2 separate regions of the Bos taurus genome follow, and region 1 is linked to region 2. A link is a contact called in public Hi-C data. All regions are on one chromosome and are shown on one strand. Each heading gives the region's core, a stretch centred on a gene start, on an enhancer-like site or on the middle of the called end of the contact. The rest is flanking DNA. Distances are from core to core; before and after follow the strand shown.

Region 1 (2,700 bases), core at 72-2,571, 380 kb before region 2:
TGGAGAAGGAAACGGCAACCCACTCCAGTATTCTTGCCTGGAGAATCCCATGGACAGAGGAGGCTAGTGGGCTACAGTCCATAGGGTCGCTAAGAGTCGGACACGACTGAAGCAATTTAGCATCCTGGTGGCTCAGACGGTAAAGTGTCTGCCTGCAATGCGGGAGACCTGGCTTTGATCCCTGGGTCTGATCCCTGGGTCGGGAAGATCCCCTGGAGAAGGAAATGGCCACCCACTCCAGTACTCTTGCCTAGAAAATTCCATGGATGGAAGAGCGTGGTGGTCTACAGTCCATGGGGTCGTAAAGACTGAGTGACTTCGCTTTCTTTTCTTTCTTTCTTATGAAGGAGGACGAGGTTTTTGCTTTTCAAAATAACAACAGCAGCAGCAACAGCGGCAGCAAACACTTAAACTGTGCTTCCCACCTATAATGCTAGCTCTCCGTTTCATTTTCCTCATCTGTAAATAGGGATTCCACGATTATCAAATCCCCACAACAAATTCCGGAGTGCAAAAAGTGACTTGCTCAAGGTCATACAGGCAGGGATTATCAGAAGACAGATCGACCCCAGTAGCCTGGGGCGGAAGCTTCTCTCATTCAAGCGTTTTAGGAAGGGGAAAGGACACAGGCAAAACGCAAGCTCTCTCAGCACATTTATTTTAGTGTAAACTCTCCAATGCCTCCCTCCGCCGCACCACCCTTAGCCTCTTAACTGCTGAAACGCAGCGCCTTCCTTACTTTGCTCTTGTCACGCTCCTCTCTTTTTTGACCAAAAACCTCCAGTGGGTAGATGTTAGGGAGCTGCTCCGTCAGTTTACAGCGCCCCTCCCCGCCTCGCGTCTTTCTTAGCGCAATAGCTAACATTCATTGAAAATCCTTCAACAGACGCGTGGGTTTATGTCATTGTATGAGTATTCACTGAGCGCTCAGAGTGGGAACGTTAATCAGCAATGAAAATATTAACTTATTTCTAGGATATATATATTTTTTCAACTTAAAAGCCTAAAAAAGAAAAATCTCAGTTCACTTCCGAAAAGAAACCTTCACCCTCAAGCTCTCACCCCTGCGCCTCACTGAACGGCACTGGCCACAAGGGGGCAGTGGCGGCCACGGAGTCGAATCTGGGGATGTGCGCGGCGGCTCGGCCATCGGTTGCTCTCGCCTGGCGCGCGGCTCTCGGCCTTGGATTAGCGCAGCTGGGGACGTGGGAGGCCGCGGGCCCCGCCCCCGACCGGCGGCGGCGGCGGCGGCGGCGGCGGCCCAGCGCGGCAGTCTGCGCTGCAAGCGGAGCGGCGCGGAGGGCGCGACCAGCGGGTGGGGGCCCAGGAGTGTGTACTGCCTTCCGGGCTCCTCTCCGCGCACTAGGGCGCGGGCACCACCGCGGGCCCCTCGGGCGGGCGCCAGGCTCAGGGCGCCGGGGGTCGGGGGGGCAGCCCATCGGGGTGCCGGGACCATGGCGCTGCGCGCCCGGGCGCTCTACGACTTCAGGTCGGAGAACCCGGGCGAGATCTCACTGCGGGAGCACGAGGTGCTGAGCCTGTGCAGCGAACAGGACATCGAGGGCTGGCTCGAGGGGATCAACAGCCGCGGAGACCGCGGCCTCTTCCCGGCCTCTTACGTGCAGGTGATCCGCGCCCCCGAGCCCGGCCCGGCGGGCGACGGCGGCCCGGGCGCCCCGGCCCGCTACGCCAACGTGCCACCCGGGGGCTTCGAACCCCTGCCTGCCGCGCCGCCCACCTCTTTCAAGCCGCCGCCCGAAGCCTTCCAGCCCCTGCTGCAACCGCAGCAGGCGCCGCCGGTGAGCACCTTCCAGCCGACGGGCGCGGGCTTCTCGTACGGCGGGAGCGCCCTGCAGCCGTCGCCGCAGCAGCTCTACGGCGGCGGCGGCTACCAGGCCAGCCAGGGCAGCGACGATGACTGGGATGATGAGTGGGACGACAGCTCCACCGTGGCTGACGAGCCGGGCGCACTGGGGAGCGGCGCTTACCCGGACCTCGACGGCTCGTCGTCTGGGGGCGTCGGCGCTGCTGGCCGCTACCGCCTGTCCACGCGCTCCGACTTGTCGCTGGGCTCCCGCAGCGGCTCTGCGCCCCCGCAGCACCATCCGTCGGGGGCCAAGAGCTCGGCCACCGTGAGCCGTAACCTCAACCGCTTCTCCACCTTCGTCAAGTCTGGCGGGGAGGCTTTCGTGCTGGGTGAGGCATCGGGCTTCGTGAAGGATGGGGACAAGCTGTGCGTGGTGCTGGGCCCCTATGGCCCCGAGTGGCAGGAGAACCCCTATCCCTTCCAGTGCACCATCGACGACCCCACCAAGCAGACCAAGTTCAAGGGCATGAAGAGCTACATCTCGTACAAGCTTGTGCCCACGCACACGCAGGTGCCGGTGCACCGGCGCTACAAGCACTTCGACTGGCTGTATGCGCGCCTGGCCGAGAAGTTCCCGGTCATCTCGGTGCCCCACCTGCCCGAGAAGCAGGCCACCGGCCGCTTCGAGGAGGACTTCATCTCCAAGCGCAGAAAGGGCCTCATCTGGTGGATGAACCACATGGCCAGCCACCCGGTGCTGGCGCAGTGCGACGTCTTCCAGCACTTCCTGACCTGCCCCAGCAGCACCGACGAGAAGGCCTGGAAGCAGGGTAAGAGGAAGGCCGAGAAGGATGAGATGGTGGGCGCCAACTTCTTCCTGACCCTGAGCACGC
Region 2 (2,700 bases), core at 84-2,583:
CCTGGCCGTGACCATCACCACCTCACCTATCCCACAACACCATTCACTGCCCACTCAGATCCCCCTGGCCTGCAGCCAGCACCTTCCCTCTCAACCATACACCAAAGCCATAGCCACAGTGGCCTCACACTTGGACTCCTGTACCCTCCGGTTGCTCCCTGCCCACCAGGCAGGAAGAGGCCGGGAAGCAGTCAGAAAAAAGAATCTGGAAGAAGGAAGATGAAGAGGAAGGAGCTCGCAAGTGCCCCAAACAGCAGAAGTGACTGCGCAGTGTCAGAGGAACTTTGAAGCAGGTCCGCACAGGGGTGAGAGCCAGGCGTGCGCCAGTACAGGGCCGGGTGCTGTACATCACTCCAGAGCTCCTTGCGAAATCGCCTAAAGTGAAGTAAAGAACCATTCCGAACTTAATCCGAAGACTACAAAGACTGGTAAGGCCTTTGATTGAGAATGCGTTCTCAAGTCTTGAAGAATGTCTTTTGTTATAAACTGAATTAAATTTCAAGGAGCTAGAGAGGGCGGGAAGGCCCCAGTGGAAGGCCCCAGTGTCCAGCTCAATGATGTCAAAAGTCACTGTGCTTTTACTAGTCATCTTTGACTTCTGAAAGCCGCCAAGGAAATGTAAAGCACCTCCAGCGAACGGGGTCCAGAAAATGTCTGCGGACGTGTGCGGGAACTTAGGGAACGAGAGGGCAGCCACCCACAAAAGAAACTCGGCGAGCAGTTCAAGGCCTCTTGAGGGTCACGAGCAGTCAAGGAAGGGCCTGGGTAGGGGAGGGCTGGAAAGCCTGAGAAGACAGGACAGCAGGAAGCCTTCCGTCTACTCCTCCGAGTGCCGCCGAGAGTCCGGCCCCAAAGCCCAGACCCGAGGCGCAGGGCCCGCCCCCGGGGCTCGCGAACTCGCCGGGACCGGAGGGGCCGGGCCGCGCGGGGCGGGAAGTCGGAAGTTTTCCGCGGAGACGACGCAGCCACTGCGCAGGGCCGAGCGGTCTCCTCCCGGGGCTGCCCGGCTCCCAAGGCCCCGCCTGAGAGTCCAAGTCGCGCTCGCTGCGGGACTGGCCGGGCCGCGGGGTCTCCCGGGGCCCTCGGATCACAGGGGGCTCCCGCCCGCACCCTCCGCCCCGCTCCCCACCGCCTCTAGCGGGCTCCGCGCGCGGCCGGCCGGGGAAGGGACGGGGAGGGGAAGTGGCGAAGTTGGGGGCGCCTACCTCCAAGCGCCCTGTGCGCCCCGCAGAGCCCCAGGAAGGCGGCGAGCAGGACGAGGCGGCGGGCCCCGAGGCTCCCCATCCCGCTGCAACACCCCGGTAGCGTCTGAGCTACCTGCTTCGGCCCCTCCCCGCCCCCGGCCGGGACCCGGAGCCGGACCGGGGGGCGCCGCCCCCAACCAGCGCGGGGGCTGGGCTGGGGCGGGGAGAGCCGCAGGCAGCCCGCAGCTGTTGCGCCCCATCACGCTCCGCCTGGCGCCGGGGTGCACGGCGCAGACACGCGGCGGGGCCAGAGCGCCCCGGCAGACTCGGTACGGAGAGAGCACGAGTCGCCCGCCCTGCTCGGCGAGTTCTGCGCTGGAGTTGACTGCGTGCGGGCGCTGATGAGAAATGGAGAATGGAGGGGGAAGCATTCCTGGTGGAGGTAGGACCTTACCGAACACGACTTTAAGGTGCCAGAGTGAGCGCCAGCTTATTGCTGAATCCCCAGTGCTGACCTGGTGCATAGACACCGGCAGATGAATAAGAATTAAACACAAACTGAGCGTGTTACTTCCTTCTGGAAATGGAGATTGCACCAAATCTCTAAGGCCCTTCCAGCTTTACCATTCTCACTTTCGAATTCTAAACAAATGGAAATGCTATCCACGAGGAATGTGAGTGTTAGCACAGAGAAGGGTCCCGCCCCGGCCTGGCTGTGTCCTAGGAAGAGCTGGAGGTGTAGCTGTGCCTGGGGTTGGAAGGCCAGGCTGAGCCAGGCATGCAGACTTTCTCCTGGCAGGCTCAGGTAACCACAGAAATGTAAATGCACAAGCAGTGCAGAGCGAGATTGCCCAGGGACCCAGAGACTGTCACCAGTGTCCCCAGGGAGCCTCTACTCAAATGCCATCCCTGGTTAAGGACAGAAGCTTGGTTCCTTAAGAGACCTGAGGGCAAATCACGGTTCAGATATTATTAGGTGACCTTGGTCCGTGACCTTGAACAAATATCTTAATTGTCTCAACTTCTGTCTCCACTCCTGTTCAGTTCAGTTCAGTCGCTCAGTCGTGTCCGACTCTTTGCGACCCCATGAATCGCAGCACGCTAGGCCTCCCTATCCATCACCATCTCCCGGAGTTCACTCAAACTCACGTCCATCCAGTCGGTGATGCCATCCAGCCACCTCATCCTCTGTCGTCCCCTTTTCCTCCTGCCCCCAGTCCCTCCCAGCATCAGAGTCTTTGGTAATGATGCCGATCCCATAGGTGGGTTGTGTGGTTATTCCAGCCCCTGAGGACTGAGTGTTGAGCATGGTGTCTGGCTTGTGGTAAGAACTCACTGGGCAGTCTTGTTATACCCAGGACCCCAGCCAGGCCCAGGGGCTTCTCTGACCAGTTTGGAACAACTCTGGCTAGACACACACTCCTGAGAGTGAGCCATCTTTTCTCTTTCCTTCAGGATGGAGGGCCGTCTCATTTTCCTTCCATGGGCTTAGCCATATGTACTATTGAAGACAAAA

The links. A called contact is a pair of places that touch in the nucleus more often than the background predicts.
Region 1: a Hi-C map of blood shows a contact between it and region 2, with 3 times the contacts expected there. The contact joins the promoter of SNX18 here to the promoter of CSPG4B in region 2. A contact is called at or near these places in 4 of 11 Hi-C or Micro-C datasets (blood, liver, skeletal muscle and 1 more).

What each region holds. Positions count from the first base shown.
Region 1 is chr20:24,573,739-24,576,438 of ARS-UCD2.0, reverse strand. It overlaps SNX18 (sorting nexin 18), which reads left to right and starts at 1,321. Exons shown (of 2, transcript NM_001083731.1): 1 at 1,321-2,700. The coding sequence starts at 1,455.
Region 2 is chr20:24,197,202-24,199,901 of ARS-UCD2.0, reverse strand. CSPG4B (chondroitin sulfate proteoglycan family member 4B) reads right to left here and starts at 1,333. Exons shown (of 10, transcript XM_024981464.2): 1 at 1,206-1,333. The coding sequence starts at 1,284.